2 separate regions of the Mus musculus genome follow, and region 1 is linked to region 2. A link is a contact called in public promoter capture Hi-C data. All regions are on one chromosome and are shown on one strand. The core of a region is the stretch at or near the end of the contact, and the rest is flanking DNA. Distances in the headings are between cores, read along the strand shown.

Evidence for each region. Promoter capture Hi-C pulls out the DNA fragments that hold promoters and counts their contacts.
Region 1: a contact with region 2 is called in a promoter capture Hi-C map of cranial neural crest. The contact joins the promoter of Cnot6 here to the promoter of Rnf145 in region 2. A contact is called at or near these places in 1 of 39 promoter capture datasets (cranial neural crest) and 1 of 484 Hi-C or Micro-C datasets (CD4 T cells).

Annotation. Positions count from the first base shown.
Region 1 is chr11:49,710,374-49,715,498 of GRCm38.p6, forward strand. Cnot6 (CCR4-NOT transcription complex, subunit 6) reads right to left here and starts at 2,349. Exons shown (of 12, transcript NM_212484.2): 1 at 1,981-2,349. It overlaps Gm36411 (a long non-coding RNA gene), which reads left to right and starts at 3,099. Exons shown (of 4, transcript XR_879826.3): 1 at 3,099-4,348.
Region 2 is chr11:44,516,150-44,521,541 of GRCm38.p6, forward strand. It overlaps Rnf145 (ring finger protein 145), which reads left to right and starts at 2,807. Exons shown (of 11, transcript NM_028862.4): 1 at 2,807-3,125.

The DNA.
Region 1 (5,125 bases), core at 1,099-3,598, 5.2 Mb after region 2:
TTACATGTAACAAATAAATCTTTTTTTAAAAAAATTAACAGATCTTTCTTCTCCACAGTGATAAGACAAGCAAGCTTGAGCTTCCTAGCCAGTGGACCTTGTCAGAGGAGAGGGCTGCATGTGTGCTGGAAATATTGACCCCTCACCACACAAGGACCAAAGGATACTCCAAGCATTTCTTCCAGTATGTCTTACTTATACTGTCTTTCTAGGCTGTATTGAATGAAAACTTAAGCATGGTGCTGGACACCTTTAACCTCAGCACTCCAGAGGCACAAACAGGAGGATCTCTGAGTTCAAGGCCAGCCCATTCTACAAAGAAAGATTCAGGCTAACAGGGACTGTATTTTAAGATGTCTTTTTTTTTTTTTTTTTTTTTTTTTTGTAAAGTTAACATGGGTTCAGTCAAATGTTTAAACATTAACCAAAATACTAGTTAAAACTACATGCATAGTAGGCAAATTCCTATAATGCCTTTATTTGTAGTCAGGACCAAGTTCTGTATATCAGCGTCTATGTCTGTTCAAAAAAAAAAAAAAAGCCTGAAATTTCCCAGCAACCATAATACATCTCAACTTATACAAGGATTCTCTTTCAAGAATATTCCAGTCACACTAGAAAATGTCTGCCACATACATTTTTGTCCACGTTAGCAAGCACCTGTGCACCTGTGAAATGGCTACCTGACCTACTTTAATATCTACCTGATAAAAATACCCGCTTCCTTCTCCAAACCCCAAATACTTAACAACTATATCACCCTTAACGTCTGCTTTATGACTACCCTCCTAACTCTAACATCCTGATCCAGTCTCTTCATTCTAGGCTTGGTTCCTCAGAGCCAGGTCAGAGAATTTGACTAGACCACTGGCTCCACGTAATTTTAATTCTAAAATGTATTCTTCAAAGCGCCAACTTCAAAAGACTGGCAGCAATTACAAAAAGCAAAATACGCCTTCACAATCTTTTGACCAGCCTACAGAACGGTTGCGGGATGGTGAAAATTTCTAGTGTGGGAAAGACAGTGCTATTACACACCGAATTGTTTTTTCATTTATTCTCCAAAGTTAAAATTCCAAGCAGAGGCAGAGAAGAATTTAGACCTAGTAGTCAATCAGGCAATCTACCTGTAAAACAGGTTTACCTGTACTCAAATTCTAGCAGATTATTTAAACACAGTAACAAGATGGCCTGTGCACAATGTTGTCACTTGCAGAAACAGTTAAAAGTAAAGAATTACAGTTGCTTATGAGCAGTCTCTGAAGACCGTTGTCAGGGTAGAAAGAGTCAAGGCGGGGGGGGGGGGGGGGGGGAAGGGGGGGTCACCAAAGTAAATAACCACTGTCTTTGAAACTAGGTTAAACTAGGGAAATTTTCTTCCAGAAATTAGTACTTGAGTCCTGAGTCCAATAATCTCTTCAGCTGATAATCACTTCTTTGGCCACGTAATCCGCCCCGCCCCTACCAATATCTGCGTTAAACGGACTTTAAAATACTTTAGGAGAAAAAGGGTGAGCATTAAGTCAATCCACGGAGTGCCAAGTTCCACGCCGCACAGTGCACACCCCCCCCCCCCCAGCACAGCCACTTCTCCAAAGTTGCCACCGGTTTGTCCCTAGTCCCGGCACCCCAGCTCCTCTCTTGAGGTGCGTGACCGGCCGGAGGCGGGGGTCCGAGAAGCCAGGGTTCACGCCACCGCCCTCTGTACGCCACCGCACTGCCGTCAATCAACACTCCCACCCCCCACCCCCAACCCAGGCCGAGCCCCGGGACTCCGCGCGGGGGGCGCGGCCAGGGGACCGACGGGATGGCGATCGCTGTGTGTGAAGGAGGGGGACGGACAGACGTCACTCCGAGAACTCCTAAGTTGTGCGCGAGTGCGCGCTCGGGGTCCCCGCCGGGGCGCGACCCCTGGGGGGGGATGGGGGAGCGCAGGCAGCAGAGCCTCGGCGGGACGTCGCTCGGGCCCGTCGCGCTCACCTCTCGAGCTGCGCCGCCTTCCTCCGCCGCTGCCGCCGCCTCCTCCCGATGAGTGCAGCGGGGTCTGCCCTGTGGAACCACCATACCAGTCCCGCCCGCTGCTGCAGCGCCTCCGCCGCCGCTCTTTGTTCCCCCTCCTCGGCCGCCGCTCCTCAGCCGCCCGCCTCGGCCGCCCCGGACCCCACGAGCCGCCGCTACGCTCTGCCGCCCTCTCGGACCCCGGCCTCGCCCTCCTCGCCGCGCCGGCCGCCGCCTTCGCCTCCGCGCCGTCGACGCCGCCGCCACCGACGCCGACGCCTCCTCTTCCGCGCCCCCCTCGTTTTCATTGAAAGCAAACAAGCATCATGGCGGCGGCCGCCGTCCCCCTCCCACCCCAGCCAGCGAACGCCCCGCTCACCGCCGCCTCTCCAACATCCCGGCTTCTCATTGGCTGACGCTGCTGGGCGCGACTATCCCGCGTCGTGCGGGGGTGGACTCTTGGCAGCCCGACGCTTTAGCCCCGTCCGCGTTCCCCCCGGTCTCGGAGCAGTGAGCCGGCCCGGCGCGCTCCTGCCCGCCCTCCCAGCCTCTCTTCCCGCTCTCTCTGCGCCTTTCCTTCTCCGCGCCTTCTGTCTCCTCCTCTCCTAAAGCTGTTTCTCCGCGGTTTAGTTGCTCTTTTTCTTTCTCGTCCACTTTTATCTCCACTTTACCCTTGATTTTTTTTTCCTCCTCTTGATTCATTTTGCTTTTTCCTTGGCCTGTCAATCACTTGGGAGCACAGATTAAATTCTCAGACGTTTAACCCTATCCAGTGTCTTGATCTTCCGAGAAAGAAAACTTACACTCTTCAATAGTCAACTAATTGTTCCTGCCCTAACTATGCAGGAAAAAAATAATTAATAGGCAGGGTTTGTTTGTTTTTTAAATTATGGGGTCCTAATTTAAGTAACGAACTATAGCTGCATTCGAGGGCTAACATAGTCTACTCAGGACATGTGGTTTCAGGTAAACCGGAAAAGGAATGGGCTGATTAATGATACTTACATCAGGAAAAAGTACTTGGCTGGTATTCAGGACACAGGGATTAATCAAGCTCCACCTTGTCGAGTCAGCGTCATGGTGTACGGGCAAGAGTAACGCCCAACAGGCTTCAAATACACTGGCGATATAGACTGACAGGAATTGTGTGAAGGAAAATAGCTACCCCGACCTCCGTGGCAGATCAGCCCAGAACTGAGCGTGAAATGGCTTCCAGGAACTAACAAGAAAAAAAAAAATGCCTCTCAAGGAAGCCCATCTTTCGTTCCAGGATGTGGGACTTGCATGGCTGTTGCCTAAGGCAGAAGAGAACTAGGCGAGCAAAGCAGCGAGGGACAAAAGCCTTTCCAAGAACCAGATGTTCTGTTCAAGGCAGTTTGTGTTTGCCTGGCCCCAGCATTGCCTTGAGATCATCATTGCCTGCTATTTGCCAGGATAGCAGTGTCAGTCTAAGCTTCTAGTGCCATGAGACGCTGGAAAAGTTAAGGCAATGGAGACACCCATCATACACGAGGAAATGACAGGCGCAGACGAGCTACCTGAAGATACTCTTAAGCCCTGACCTACTCAGGCTGTTCAGTGCCTATTTCACACAAAGGGTACAACTAGGCGGAGGGGCCAGGGGTGTAGACATCCTGCTGGCCTGTTCCCTTTCCAGTGCTGTGCCCTGGGAACCTGTGCTCCAGCCTAGAGAAGAGGGTTTCTTTGTGTAATTCATCTTCCCAAGGGCAGCTGCACTTTTTGACAGTGACTGTATGCCTCCAGAGGAGCCTAGTTGTGTAACAAAAACCTTAGCCTCATTAAGCAACAACTCCATTATAATCCTGGAATCAGATGCTTAGGTAGACAGTTCTACTCGTCCCACTTGTGTCCTTTCATGCCAGTGCCTCACAGAGGTGGAAGAATGTTGGATATCTGGCACCTCTGTGTCCCTTAATAACGCTCTTCCATCGATGGTGAGAGTGCTTCCTTATGGCTTTGTGGACCGTCTCCTCCATCTGGAGGTCATTCTGACCCACAATCAGGGCAGCTCAGGAATCTAAAGAGGAGGGAGCAGAAGCCCTCAAGTCTTCGAAAGCATCCCTCTTTGTCTGTATTCCATCCACCAAGCAAGCACAAGCCCGGTGTGGATTTGAGAGAGGAGGCAAGCCAGGGAGCAGTTGTACGCGCACGGCCTGATGGACTTACTCAGCGCCATTGAGATAGACTCGCCCTGCAAAGACTGGGGTCCCCAGGAATGCATGGTATTGTTCAAACTGATTACAGTGACAAAAACGTAATGAAGGCTGCCTGATCAAGCCAATCCTGACAGACTCAACTGCCAAGGAACCAGAATGCTTTATTATAGAAGGTTCGTGTTTTTTCTAGTGGGTAAGCAAAGGGGAAGATAAGCCGTAACAAGAGAGCCAAAAATATGGACCCAGGGTAGGTATTCAATTCTGACAATTTGGCATGTCCTCTGAAAGGTGGAGGCTTAGTGTCCAAGGGCCATCGCTGACACGCTGATACAGTCCCTTATCACCGTGTACTAAGGACAGTAATATAGAATCTGGTATTATAAACTTACAGGTCTCCATCGATCTTCTTCACATTATTTATTATCTCTAGTTCTAGCATATTAGACTTCATTCGATTCAAAATTCAGTTCAAACAGCTTTAAGGAAAAAGAAAGGGAATTAGTTGACTCAAATAGCTTTGAAGGCCAGGAAAAGTATACCCTTCAGGTGTGGCTTGCTTTGGGGACTAATGACATGCTAAGATCTAGTCTCATCCATGGTGACTACATCATGAGAAGCCATATTGAATCAAAGTAAATGTCACCTTCTATAGAGTTTAAGACCAGCAAGAAAATGAGACCTTGTCCTGGGCCGGACTTTCATTTCCATTCCTGAACTAAATACCATCTTCAGGAGAATTTCGTGCTCTGGTCAGGAGGAAATCTAGCCCACACCCCATGTAACTGGGCTAGATTCAGGAGAAATGGAGGGAATAGGGGGTGGGGGCAGCGGGGGATAGAGATGAGATGAGATGATGCTGTTGGGAAAGAGAAACAGAAGTGGAATGGCAGGAAGACACAGAAGCCTAAGGTATATTCTCTCTTGGGTCACCTACATTCACAGACCCCCTG
Region 2 (5,392 bases), core at 1,557-4,056:
AGTGCCTCCTGAACTGGCCATCGGTTACCTGCAGATCTACCACAGATGCCCATTTCCATTTAGTAGCAAGCGTTGGCTCTATAAGAAACCTGGGAGCTAGTCTTTTAGAAGGGCTAGAACTGCAACAAAGATTCAAGGTTTAAAACACTGCCCTGACTTTCTCCTGGCAATTGGATGCGTTCGTATCTTTAGAACTTTGCATGCTGTTGTTCCCGGTTCCCTTAGTTCCCAGGCCAGTTTCTTTTATGAACAAGTTGTGGCAACTGGGCATTTTCTTAAGTTTGTTCCCATAAATTCAGTTCCTGGTTTTTCCTGCTTTGGATGGCTGAGTGACTCTTTCCAGGAAGTACTTACATTGTGACCCTTCTCTTCTATTCTGGTGACCCTTTCTTCAATCCCAGCTGGGTTTTTTTTTTTTTTTTTTTGTCTCTGGGATTTTCTTTTTAGTTTTATTTACATAGTAGCTCCTGGAGCCTTACCCAAACTGGATTAGCAGCAAGGTTCCTGCAGTAACCCTTTCATTACCAGAGCAATTTTCTTCACACATTGTTTTGAACTTCAGCATTTACAAGCCACTCCTGTGAAACTCAAAGGTAAAAGGACACATGATTTGTTCTTGCTTTGACATGTCCAGTGTACTTATGGTGGAGTGCTTAAGCTTTGAAGCCATTTTCTTTCTCCTTTAAAAAGACATAGAATGGCAAAGGGCAGAGGTGACCCCCCCCCCTTCCACTAAGGCAAAGCATGAATCTAATGAAACTTTTAAATATTGTCAAAACTCTGAAATTTACCTGAGGACAAAGGCAACCAATTCAAGTTTAGTGTTATATGCATTTTGAATTCTTTATTCTGTGTTTCTGGCCACATATTTTCCTGCCTTAGCCAGCAGTGAAACTTTGAGAGTAAAAGCCAAGGAAAGCTGTTGCTAGCATAGGCAGCTTCCTATTGCAACCATCAGCCAGTGAGGATTTTTACCTAGGAGGCTACATACAGAAGAGACTCATGAAACCACTGCTCTGTGATGTGACAGGTTTAATGGTTATTCCAAGGTGGCCTAAGGGATCCAAACAAAAGTGGCTATAACGAGTTATGAACAGAACCCCCAGAAACATTTAAACCCTGCTATGAAGCTAGTAGGTGACAGTTACCGATAATCATCAATTTGACAAAATTAGTCACATGGGACCATGGCTCCTGAGGACATTCTCTTGATTAGTGTGATGCCATTCCTTGGATAGGGCATCCTGCACTGCTTACGAGTGAGGAACATGAGGCAGTGAGCAGTGACATGCATGCATTCACATCACTCTCTGCTTCTAGACTCTGGGTGAAGTGACCAGCTGTTTCAAGTTCCTGATGCCTTAACCTGCCCCACGAGGGACTGTGCGTTAAACAGTGAGCTGAAACACACCCATTCTCCATAAATTCTGTCCAAGTTTTATCACAGTCACAGAAAATGGGAGGGAGATATGCTACTGTGAACTTTAGTGATGGCTTTGGCTACATATTACTTATTTTACATCTATGAATGTTTTGTCTGCAGATATGTCTGAGCACCACATGTTTGTAGTGTCCATGGAGGCCAGAAGAGGGCGTCAGATCCTCTGGGACTCGAGTTACCAGCTACACCTGGGTGCTGAGAATTGAACCTGGGGGTGGGGTGTTCTCTAGAAGAACAAAAAGGGCTCTTAAGAGCTAAGCCATCTCTCCTGCTCTGATGACCTTGTATATGTAGAGGTTGTGTTTACAGTTTTATAGCAGGGGAGACCCAGAGGTTCAGAATCGTGGGTGTATGTGTCTCATAAGCAGTGGACAAGGACACATAAACATCAAAGAATACTCATTTTGTCTTGTACAGATTGTAAGGTGGAGGCTCTTGGCAAGTTTCCGAATGAGCCAGAATGGTTGCAATGCCTTACAAATCACTTGGTGTTCATCTTCTGTTACCTAGGCACTGCCTAATGAAAGGCCACACTAGTTTCTAGTGGCAACTGATTCTCAAGGGACTAAACTAAAAGCAAGGAACAACAGAGCAAATGGCAGAAGGTAATAGCGAGGCAATGGTAATACAGATGAACGTAGTAATAGATCCCTGCAAAGATCAGCTTAAGTCCTCAGCAAGCTTATATACTATATAGACACAGATCCTGCTCTAAAAGCTTCTACATTTATAATACGGCAAGAATGTGCCATAGTATTAGGAGACTAGAGCAGAACAAAAGGGTTTCAGGGAAAGGGTGTGTGCACACTAATGTGGTTTGAACCTTGAACCAAAAGAAATGGCAAACCTATTTACACCTTTTATTTTCATACAGTAGTTAATCATTTGCACCAAACGAAGGAGCCGGAATACAGTCCCAGGGAGCAATTCCAAACCATTCACTCATCCAGCATTTTACTCTTCGTCGTCCCTGATGCCTTAGAGACGAGTCTTAGTCTAGTCAAGGAGAGAGTTAAAAATTGCTCTGGGTTTGCACGCGGCAGGGACCAGCCTTTCACATTGTCCCACGTGGTCCCAGCAGGTGAGTGTAGGTGTGGGCGCGTGCGGCTCGTGGTGTCTGCGGAGTGAGCGCGAACACGTGTCAGAATGGCTGGGGTCACAGTGCATGTCCCGGTGTCGCCTCACCCTTCCTTGGAATAGTCTGCCGGACCAGCACCAAAGAGAAGCCGGCGTTTCGGGCCCACTCAACGGAGGCGGTGCGGGAAGATCCCGCCGTGCGCGATTGTGAGTGAGCGTGGGCGCACGGGGGCCGGGCGATGGCGAGCTCGCGCGCAGGCGCAGAGCGCGCGAGCCGGCGGTCGCCGCAGAGCGCGGGGGGCGGAGCCGGAGCGCGGGGACCAGGCCATGGCGGCCGCCGGGCGCTGGTGCCGGCGCTCGGCCCGGGAGCGCCTTTGTCGCCGCGGAGGATGGTGACCTCACGGTTCGGGCCGCTTCCGCTGCCTCCGCCTCCCGAGACGCCGCAGCCGAGGCCGGACGCGGGAGAGCCGCCGCTGTGAGCCGCGCAAACCGGGCCCCCCGCCGTCGGAACCGAAGATCTCACCGGAGGGGCGGGAATCGGAGCCGGGCAGCAGCGGACACCGCCATCCCCAGTGCCGCCCCGCAGGCAGGGAGGCTGCGGCTCCAGGTGACTGCGGTCAGCCGGGAGCATCCCGCAGGCCTGCTGCCCACTGCGCCTCCCCTCCCCTCCCCCACCCTCGCTCCTCCCCGCCGCGCCCCCTCCTTCTCCGGCTCTTGGCCCCGGCCTGGTCCCCCTCCGCACCGCGCCCTCCCGCCCACCCCTGAGCAGCGATCAGTCTCCTGCGACCTCCTCGCAGAGCCTCATACTCGTTCCCGGGGCCTCGGCTGCCTCCTCACCACCTTCCATCCTTCTTTCCTCCCGCGCCTGGAGAGGGAGAGAACCCTCACATTCCTGAGATGCCCTCATTGGGGCTCACCCCTCTCTGCTCTCCTGTACCCCGGTTGCAAGGCCTTTCCCGGTCTCTCTGGCAGAGGTGTCCAGTCCGGGCTCCTTTGCTCAGGTTTGCATTTCTAACTTTTCGTCTTTTGCGTTTCTGTTCACTCTTTTTGCTTTCAAGCTTCTTCCCTCTTCCCTGGCGTCTCCTCACCTCGCAGCCCCTTAACTCAGCCTAACCATGTGCAGGCGGTGCAGGTTGCGGGTTTCAGAAAGACCTGCCAAGCCCAAAGAATAGGGGGACCCCTGGCTTAGTGTGCAGTGCGCCTCTCTTCAGTCACGAGCAGCTCATCTCTCTCTTACTGTGTTCCTTTTCCCGCTCGCCATCCCTGGGTTCGCCCTCTCCAGTTCTGCTTTCCCACCCTAGGACCTTTGTGGAATGAACCCCCTATTCTATCTAAGGGTTAGGAACTTGACTCATATAAGCGCGCCTTATGAGGCGCGGTAGAGCCAGCACCCTTGGCGAGGCAGGGAGCACCCGGGCTTCTCTTCCTGGCAGAGTTTCTGCTCCACGTAATCCCCTAGCCTTGGGGCTGCTGCGTCCGTGCCGCGCTGCTGTGCTGTGCTCGCTGCCTGCTTGCGGCGAGCTGGCTTGGGGTTACTACAGTTCAAATGTATCTGAGCAAAGCAGGCGGGGTTGGGGGAGGTGCGGGGAGAGAGTGAGATGGGGCGGGGGAAGGGGCCTTTGCAGTGGGAAGGCATCAAAGATTAATGGATGGCTTTGCATCTCTGTCTGCAGTAAACAGGAAACTAGTCTGAAAGGAAGGGGTGTGTGTGTGTGTCTGTCTTTATTTTATAAAATACCGAGTGTGCAGTTTTGTGAATCTTGAACCAGACCCAAAAGGATGAGCTGCCGGTGCTGCAGTCGTGACCTAGGCTGAGCGTCCAATGGCAGAGGTAGCGTTGTTTTCCTTCTCTGTGTCGGGCCCTTAGGTTGGACGATGGCTCTTTCACTGGAGGGTGGACTCTTATCTGTGGATGTGGTTTCGGAGATGATGAGGAATCACAGGATTGCTAGTAGTTTCTGTGGAAACCAAGTCCCTACAAAGTTAGCTAGCAACACAGTGGGAGTGGGGAGGATTAGCTATATTTAAAACGTGTGCCAGCGCTTATGTAAGGAAGTTCTCTTTCCTGGTCTCCTTTCTGGGCGGAGTTACTTTCGGATTTTAGGGTCCAGCTTCGCCCTCTCGTTTTTGTTTTTGTTTTTTTGTTTTTTGTTTTGTTTGTTTATTTTTTTTAAGGTCTCAGCATCCCAATGGATAGACAGCCTCCTTGTCCCCCATTTGCTTAGATTCAGTTTTAGTTGATTTAGAATTTGTTTGAATTGCTGGGAGCAGAGAAGGAAGGTTGATGGTGATGGTTTTGTTTGTAACTTTCAGCCCTAAATTATCTGTTATCAATTTAAGTCATCTTATTTTTGCTTTGTCTTTTTTAAAAAGGTAGTTAAGGAGTTGTGGGATTCCTTTTTTTTTTAATACCACATTTTTTTTTTTTTAAAGATAGTTTTCCAACGGAGCCCAGCAGTTACATTTTTCTTACTGTTGAAGTTTCTTTGTCTGATTTCTCCCTATTCAAAACTAAACTTTGGTAGTTTTAGGACAATGCAGAGTGAGGATCTGTGTTTCCTAACCCTCAAGCCCTATAATAAACTGCACATTATACAAGACGTTGTTTCCATGTCTTGGAAAGGCATTTATTGAAACAGCCAGGGTTTGGGGTTTTGGTGAGCATTTATTGAGTCTTTCCGTTTCTGGGAAGAAACATTTTCTGTTTCTGGAAAGAAAGTTTACTGTTTCTGGGACAAAACTTTTCATTTACTTAGCTGCTGGGCTGTCTAACATGGGTTTGAGTCACCTTTAGTTTACGTGGCTTGCAGAGACATGATGGAGAATTCATTTCCAGTTTGTTTCAATAACCCAAGGAAATTTTGGGATCTTACA